3 separate regions of the Mus musculus genome follow, and all the other regions are linked to region 1. Evidence: chromatin contacts called from public Hi-C and promoter capture Hi-C data. All regions are on one chromosome and are shown on one strand. The core of a region is the stretch at or near the end of the contact, and the rest is flanking DNA. Distances in the headings are between cores, read along the strand shown.

Region 1 (2,793 bases), core at 221-2,720:
ATCCTTTGGCATTCACTTGTGTACCAGGGAGGCGCATGTTCATTCATTCATATATATATTCCATATATAATATATAGTTTTCCTTGCATGTAAAGAGATATTGAGGTCTACACTGCTTAACTGAGCTTCTGCCTAGCATGTGCAAAGGTCCCAGATCCAATTTCAAGTACTACAAGAACCAAAGAACAACAACAAAAAACAAACCCCACTGGGTTTCAGATGTAGCCAGGTTCAAAGCCCTCAGAACTGGAACAAGCCCATGGTTTCTTTGATATCAAGTGAAAGAATTACAGGATCATTCTTGAAAGGTGACAGCTCGGGAGAGTAGATAAGGTCCTTCAAATGAGAGGCCCTGCTTTCTCCCTGACACCTTAGCACCTTCTGGCAGAGTCTGCATGGACAGCAGGCAGTTACTGAAAACCTTGTATCTCAGGTGACTGCCCTTCAGCTTTCAGCTACTGTTCTTTTAGACAGTGCAATGTAGCCAAGCCGGGTCGTGAACTTCTGATCCTCAGTGCCCCACTTGTCAAGTACTGAGACAACAGGCAAGCACCCTGTCTGGCTTCCTGACCCCGTCTGTACCTTCAAGGTAACTTAGTAAGCAGTCACACAAGACCCCAGAACCTTGGGGCTGGAGAGATGGATGGCTCAGTGGTTTAGAGCACTGACTGCTCTTCCAGAGGTCCTTAAATTCAATTCCCAGCAACCACATGGTGGCTCACAATCATCTGTAATGGGATCTGATGCCCTCTTCTGGTGTGTCTAAAGACAGTGACAGTGTACTAATAAAATTAAATCAATAATTCTTTAAGACTCCAGAACCTCACAAGCAAGCTAAACACTTTGCTGTCAGCTTGGGCTTCATGGTCAGACCCTGGCTAACTAAAATACAATATAAAACATGAAACAAAAGAGAATGCTATAATAAAATAGTTGAGACGGGTGTGGTAGCACACACCTTTAATCCCAGGAGCAGATAGAGGCAGTATGATCTCCATGAGTTTAAGGCCAGCCTGGTCTGGTAAACGTGCTGCGTCCAGGACAGCCAAGCCTACACAGAGAGGCTTGCTCACCACGCCCCAGGAAAAGAGAGGGGCAGGGGAAGGAGGACATGAAATAAAGTATTAAGTAAAATTATGAAATATTATTGTTTTCCAAAGAGCCCCGAAAATGACCGCGCATGAGCTACAGTGTTTCTTGTTTATTTCTACCTCGTATGTAAGCAGGAGGAAGCCTGCCCCAGCATGAACTCAAATCAGGGCGTGCTGCTATCCTCTCCCACTGTGCGCCCAGTGCGTTCCCATCTCCCACTCCCAACAGCCCCTCCACCTAGAGGCTAGAGCCCCTTTAAGAAACGGCCAGCGGAGCTTACCAGGAAGGAGGTGGTGTCGAGGGCGCGAGACGGACGTGTGCACAAGCCAATAAACACGGCAGACGCGGTGTGAACAGCCAATGGGTGCGCGGGGGCGGGGCTGCGTATCTGAAGCTGTTTCCCGAGGCGCGGCGGCCGCGGCTGGGGGCGGGGAGGGGGCACAGGACCCCGAGCGGGGTCCCCGAGCCGCAGGCACGTGTGACGGGGCGTAGCGAGGAGGCCGAGGCTCCCGGGGCCAAGGCCTCCCGAGGCTGCGGGAGGCTGGGCCTCCCGGGGCGGTAGTGTCGACCGGGCGCGGGGCGGCGTTGGGGTGCGGGGCGCGCGGGGCATTGTGGGGGCTCGGGGCGGGAGGGTCTCCGGTCGGGGCCGGATCCCGGAAGGAGCCCCGCAGGTGAGGGTCGCAGGGCAGGGACGCAGGGCTCCGGGGCTTCCTGGGGCTTAAGGAGAGGGCCTGATAGGACGTAGGGTTCTACAGCTGGGTTGGGGGCCTCCGCAGAGAGGCCTGGGGCCAGCGAGATGGTGCAAGAGTCCATATTGGTGTTCCCACTACTCTTTCGCTTTTATTTAATTTGAGACTGGGTCTCCAGTATTCTAAGCTAGTCTTCAAGTGGGTGTGTAGCTCAGGCTGGCCTTGAACTCCTGGCCTTCCTGTCCGAAGAGCTGGATGACAGGCGTGCCTTGCCACACCTGGTTTACAGGGGTGCTAATTCTAAAGCGTCGTGCTTGCTAGGAGAACGCTCTTCCAACGAATTACAATCCTAGCTTATGCTTTCAATTTCTTGAGTCAGGATTTCATGTAACTCATGAATTCCATGGCCTCGAATACCTGGTCATCCTTCCTCCACCTCCCGATTGCTGGAATGAAAGGCATTTGCTGATACATGGTTTCTGCAGCGTTGGGGTTAGAACCCCGGGTCTTGTGCTTGGTAGACAAGTGCCCTGTTGCCTGAGCTATCTCCCCAGTGCCCTACTACGATTAAAAGCTGGAAGCAGACTTGGTGATAGAGGCAGGTTGGAGCCATCGTCTCTGTTGTTGGGAGATTCAGCAAGAGACATTAAGTTTCTAGCACCAATCCTTTATTGCTGGATCCTTTAGCAGAGAAGGTGGCCAGAGTCAGGAACCTCTACTAAAAGTTCACCTTTTTCAAATGAATAAGTTATAAAACTTATAAAGATTGCTGTCCCAAGGCCTCAGTGACAGTCCCCACTGCCTCAATTACCCCAACACCCTTTTCTTGACATTCAGCTCAATAACTTTCGATCTTGACCCTCTTGTTAATTGGCTTGTTTTCTGACTTTGGCTAAGTGGCTTTGTCTTTTTTTTTTTTTTTTTTTTGGTGGTTTATCGAGACAGGGTTTCTCTGTATAGTCCTGGCTGTCCTGGAACTCACTTTGTAGACCTTGAACTCAGAAATCCACCT
Region 2 (2,700 bases), core at 166-2,665, 550 kb before region 1:
AGGACTGGAGGGTATTCACAGTGCTGTGGTGTAATGTTGCTTTAAAGAAAAGTTGTAACCACCGTAACCACCGAATGGTAGGATGAGAAGAACAAGAGGGAGACTCAGGCTCAGTATACAGATTACATCCACAACAGGTATCTATCGCTTTGTGAATGGACACACACATTAACAGGGACGTGGGAGTGCTGCATACTCCAAGAAGATAAAAAGAAGTTAATGCTGTCAAGAAAATGTAAGGCTCAGGAGACTCACCAGGACTTTGTCCTAAAGAATCCAAAGCCACAAGATAAGAGTGAACTACCTGAAGTGAGTCAGGTAGGTAGAACTTGCAGCCTCTGCTAAAACTGCAGGGGCGGGAAGGAAAAACAAAACATTCTGCCATACAGGTCTTAATGAGGGGTCCCCATTCATTTCAGGGTTCCGGAGAGCGCAGTCCGGCTGCGGCTGAGGCCTGCCCAGAAGCCTTTCCTTGTTGAAGTGATCAATTCCGATTCTTGGCATTAATCCCTTTAAAAGGCCAGCTGCTGCTGTCTAGTCACTGATGCCAACCCGTTCCAGGTGGAAGAAAAAAGAAATTATTGGAGCCACATCGTACACCCGGAGGCAAATTTAAAGTGGAGGGCCATGAGGAAAACAGGAACCAAGAGAGGGGGAAGGGTCCCATGGCTCCCCAGGGTCAAGCAGGAAGGGCGCGAGCCCAAGCAGGACGGTGGGGGGGGGGGGGGACCGGCCCTGCAGGCGTGGGCGCGCAGGGACTCTTATTCTGACACGGGATCCTCCGCCGCCTCCGCCGCCGCCGTCGCCGCCGAATTTAACGCCGCCGCCGGGCTCGGACCCCCGACCCTCCCGTGGACTCTCACCCCACGCCACTCGTCCACGTGCTGTGTGCCCGCCGCCCCCCTTGGGGCGGCCTCCCAGCCTGAAAAGCTCAGGAGGGAGTGAGGCGACTCGGCCACTTCCCGGCTCCGGGGACCAGGGACCCCAGCCCCACGTGCGAGGGCGGTGGGGAACTTTCCAGCGGCGCAGGCGAAGCGAACCGCAGCGCAGCAAACCGAATACGACCGCGCTCCCACTTTCCCGCGCCCCCGCCCCGCCTTGCCAAGTTTGCTAGGAACTTACCCGGCCGCGCGCCGACCGGGCCCAGGGGCAGCGCGCGTGTCCACAGGGCTGGGGGCGGGGGGCGCCGGCCGCGCGTGCTCGCTGCGCCTGAGGGGCCGCCCGGGCCCGCGGCGCTCGCTCCGCCGCTCCGCCCGCCCGCGCCGCCGGCCAGATAATGCGCCCCTCGGCCGCACACATGGAGCCCGGCGCCGGCGTCACCGCCCGGGACATGCGCACCAGGTCAGCGCGCCCGGCCCGCGGCCCCCAAAACACCGGGGAGCTCTTAAAGGCGACGCCACCCGCCCGCACCCGGATGGGCGGGGTCGGGAAGGGAGGGGCTCCCTGTGGGCGTGGTCTTATGTGGGCGTGGTTCCCTGGAGGCGAGGCTGGGCGGGCCTACCCGGAAGCACCGCCCTCCCAGCCCCAAAGACTGGCGACGCTGCGCTAAGCGACTGGGTTTCCCACTTGGGCTGCTAAGCGCCCCTCAGCCATGGCCAGCTTAGTGCACAGAGCTCGGCCGCGCCCAGGGCTGACTCACGCTGACCTCGCCCGAGCCCTGCACGGCCACCTCTTGTAACTCTGAGACGCGCCCGGGGCCTCGCAAAGCTTCCTCTCAGGAACTTCGGTGTTGACCTCCAGTGAGAAGGTGCGATCGGCTGAGCGGTCACCCCTCTCCCCCGGACCGCAGACAGTTCAACCTACCCACCAAGCCAATCCACCTGCAGAGAACGAGGTGGACGGCTGTCTCCTTCCAGTAATCCACATCTAGCCTGTGCCTCTGGAGAAGAAGGAATCCCCAAGAAAACAAACCTGCGCCCAACCCTCTCTGGTAACACCAAGGAGACAATAATAGCCAGAAAGGAAGCAAGTTTGGGGAGATTATGAAGCATCTGAAGCCAATTTACAATTTCAACAGGGAAAAGTACAAAGTTCATAGAAAACCTATTCCAGGACAGCGACATGGCTCAGTGGTTTAAAGAGGCTTGCCACCAAACATAATGACCTGAGTTCCATCCGCACAAGTTGTCCTCAGACACAAACACACGCTCATAAATAAAATATGTTAATTTAAAAAACACATCTGGAGTCATGGCTCAGCAATTAAAGGTACTGGCTGCTCTTGCAGAAGACCCAAGCACCCACATGGTGGCTTACAACCTACCATAACTCCGGTTCTAGGGTATTTATGCCTTCTGTCCTCATCATACAGAAACACGTCATAAAGAAATCTTATGAAGACAAAGCCCAGGGCTAAAGAGTTAGCTCAGTGGTTAAGGGCACTTCTTGTTGTGGAAGACCTGGGTTCTATTCCCAGCACCCACATGGAGGCTCTCCTCCTCAGGCAACAAGTACACATGTGGTACACAGATGCACATGCAGGCAAAACACTCATGACACATCAGTTTCTTTTAATATATATATATATAAGGGTTGGAGAGATGGCTCAGTGGTTAAGAGCACCAACTGCTCTTCTGGAGGTCCTGAGTTCAAATCCCAGCAATCACATGGTGGCTCACAACTATCTGTAATGAGATGCCCTCTTCTGGTATGTCTAAAGACAGCTACAGTGTACTCACATATAATAAATAAATCTTTAAA
Region 3 (2,700 bases), core at 126-2,625, 700 kb before region 1:
TAAGTACACTGTAGCTGTCTTCAGACACACCAGAAGAGGGAGTCAGATCATGTTACAGATGGTTGTGAGCCACCATGTGGTTGCTGGGATTTGAACTCTGGACCTTCAGAAGAGCAGTCGGGTGCTCTTACCCACTGAGCCATCTCACCAGCCCAGAAGAATTCTGAGGAGTCATAGAGTGGAGGACCCTGAGGGCTGCTGGGAGAACCCCAGGGCGGGGGGTGGGAGGGACTGTGAAAAGGACCAGAAATTTTGCGGAGCCTGGGACTCAGGTGTGAGAGGCCTTGAGGAAGAGGCAGGACTGGGGAGTGGGAATTCTGAGGAGCTGTGGGGAGCTATGAGGAGGAAGACCCACAGTTCTGAGGAAGTAGCCAGGGCAGTGAGGAGAGGGGAAGGCACTCTCAGTTACCAGTGAATTTGATATCAGTTTGAACTATATGAGGCACTGACTCAAGACGCTGAAAATTTAGGGTACAGATATAGTTAGGTTGGTAGGGTTTTGTCTGGTATGCTTGCTGCCCTGAATTCCATCCTCTTCACCACACAAACAGGGCCCTGTGGCACACAGCACTCATCCCAGCACTTAGGAGTTAGAGGTAGAAGAAAGTTCGAGATCATGCTCCAATCATAGCAAACTCGGGCAACCTTCATTACATAACAAACTTGAGGACAGCATGGGCAATAAGAGACTCTGTCTCAAGTTATTTTTGAAACAAGGTCTCTCTGTATAGCCCTGGCTGTCTGGAAACTATGTAGCCTAGGCTAGCCTAGAGCTCACAGAGATCCATCTCCCTGGTGTTGGGATTAAAGGCATGTGTCGCCTTGCCCACCCACAAATTTTTGAAATTTTTGAAAAATATGAAGATGGGGAGCAAACAGTGAGGATGCAAGCCTCTGAGGAAGTAAACTCAGATGTGAATGACTGTAAAGAACCCGGGCCCTGTGAAGAAGTGATAACCTAAACAGATCCAGGACTAAAGAGAAGGCAGAGGCACTGGAGTAAGCAAGGGACGAGGGCCTATGATGGGGAAGGTAGCCATAAAGTGCACCAGACTTAAGCAAATGCAGGCGGTAGTCGTTACCATGGCAACCCCAACCATGGGGTTCCTTTCTTACTGGCAGTTGAGAAAGGAAGTTTCTAGCTAGTCGCTGAGGAGGGGGAACAGTGCATGGTGCTGATTGGTGACGGCGCCCACAGGGGGCGTGTCCTGAGGGGTGGGAGGATCAGAAGAGAATTCCTGTTTCCTAGACAACCCTCAACCCTCAGCAGCCGTTGAGAAGCTGTTTGGGGCGCATCGCGAAGGAGAGGGTGATGCACGGCGAAGATAGATGAAAAGGGCGTTTTATTGGCTAGTGGACTTGAAGGAGGCGTGGTCCCTGGGTCTGCGGCGGTTGGCTGCTGCGCAAGCGCGAGAGCCCGGCGGGACCTGTCCCTCTGCGCTCGCTCGGGACTGTAGCCCATGGCCGCCCCTCTGCGTCCCGTGCCGCCACAGCCCGCCCCGCGCCGCCTGCCGACCACAGCTCCACTAGGCCATGACACGAGCGACGTCCTGCAGCAGATCATGGCCATCACCGACCAGAGCCTGGACGAGGCTCAGGCCAGGTGCGGCTCCCGGGCAGGAAGGGAAGGGGCGGAGGCGGGATGAGGATGGGACAGGTGCAGCTGAGCTTGGAGTGATGGACAGGCGGAGTGATCTTGGGCCAGAGGGAATGAAGGATACAAGAATTTGTCCTGGACTAAAGGGTGACTTCGTGAGGAAAGAGGGTATCAGAGTTATGGAGGTAAAAGCCCGGCCCTGGGAACAGGAGACATTGGAAGGGTTAAGTGATCTATTATTGGCGGACGCGTAGGGTTGGGGTAGGGCAAAGACCGCAAGTTTGCAAGTCACACAGTGGAAGAGAAGCTACTGAAGAGCCTGTACTAGAATGATCTGATACAGGATCCGTTGAGAACTTTCAGGAACGGATATGGGGAGCTGGGTGGACATAGAGGGCACCCGTCTTTTTATAGTTTTTATTTTCTCTTTGTGTGTATGTGTGTGTGCTCCCGACATGTGAGTAGAGATCTCCAGTTCTTTGGGAGTGTAGCGAGTACACTAAACCACTAAGCTCTCTCTCCAGTGTACCCACCCCCAACCTGGCAGGAGCTTTTATCACCAGGCTTGCTTCAAACTCATCATTTTTTTTAAAGAGTCAGTTATTTTATGTATATGAGTACACTGTAGCTGTCTTCAGACACACCAGAAGAGGGCATCAGATCCCATTACAGATGACTGTGAGCCACCAAGTGGTTGCTGGGAATTGAACTCAGGATCTCTGGAAGAGCAGTCAGTGCTCTTAACCACTGAGCCCTCTCTCCATCCCTCAAACTTATTAAAAGATAACCTTGGAAGGATCTTTGAGTTCGAGGCCAGCCTAGTCTGCAAAGCGAGTTCCAGGACAGCCAGGGCTACACAGAGAAACCCTGGCTAGAACCATCCAGAGACTCAAACAAACAAACAAACAAACAAAAGATAACCTTGAACTCCTGATCATGCAGTCTTTACCTTCAGAGTGCTGGGGTGAGAGTCATCCGCCACCCACTAACCACATCCCAAGGATTCCTTTTCTTTATATTTATTTGTCTGTTTGTTTGGGAGAGGACCTCATGTTTCCCAGGCTAGCCTGAAACTCTCCATACAACACATACAGTCCAGGATG

Evidence for each region. Promoter capture Hi-C pulls out the DNA fragments that hold promoters and counts their contacts. A called contact is a pair of places that touch in the nucleus more often than the background predicts.
Region 2: a contact with region 1 is called in a promoter capture Hi-C map of pre-B cells, with 3 times the contacts expected there. The contact joins the promoter of Gatad2a here to the promoter of Fkbp8 in region 1. A contact is called at or near these places in 1 of 39 promoter capture datasets (pre-B cells), 3 of 115 datasets of contacts at active chromatin or transcription factors (astrocytes, effector CD8 T cells and neural tube) and 3 of 9 other capture datasets (adipose tissue, liver and macrophages).
Region 3: a contact with region 1 is called in a Hi-C map of CD4 T cells, with 3 times the contacts expected there. The contact joins the promoter of Pbx4 here to the promoter of Fkbp8 in region 1. A contact is called at or near these places in 1 of 39 promoter capture datasets (pre-B cells), 1 of 484 Hi-C or Micro-C datasets (CD4 T cells) and 2 of 115 datasets of contacts at active chromatin or transcription factors (astrocytes and epiblast stem cells).

What each region holds. Positions count from the first base shown.
Region 1 is chr8:70,526,273-70,529,065 of GRCm38.p6, forward strand. Fkbp8 (FK506 binding protein 8) reads left to right here and starts at 1,471. Exons shown (of 9, transcript NM_001111066.1): 1 at 1,471-1,564.
Region 2 is chr8:69,972,968-69,975,667 of GRCm38.p6, forward strand. It overlaps Gatad2a (GATA zinc finger domain containing 2A), which reads right to left and starts at 1,416. Exons shown (of 13, transcript NM_001113346.1): 1 at 1,123-1,416.
Region 3 is chr8:69,831,249-69,833,948 of GRCm38.p6, forward strand. Pbx4 (pre B cell leukemia homeobox 4) reads left to right here and starts at 1,376. Exons shown (of 8, transcript NM_001024954.2): 1 at 1,376-1,603. The coding sequence starts at 1,461.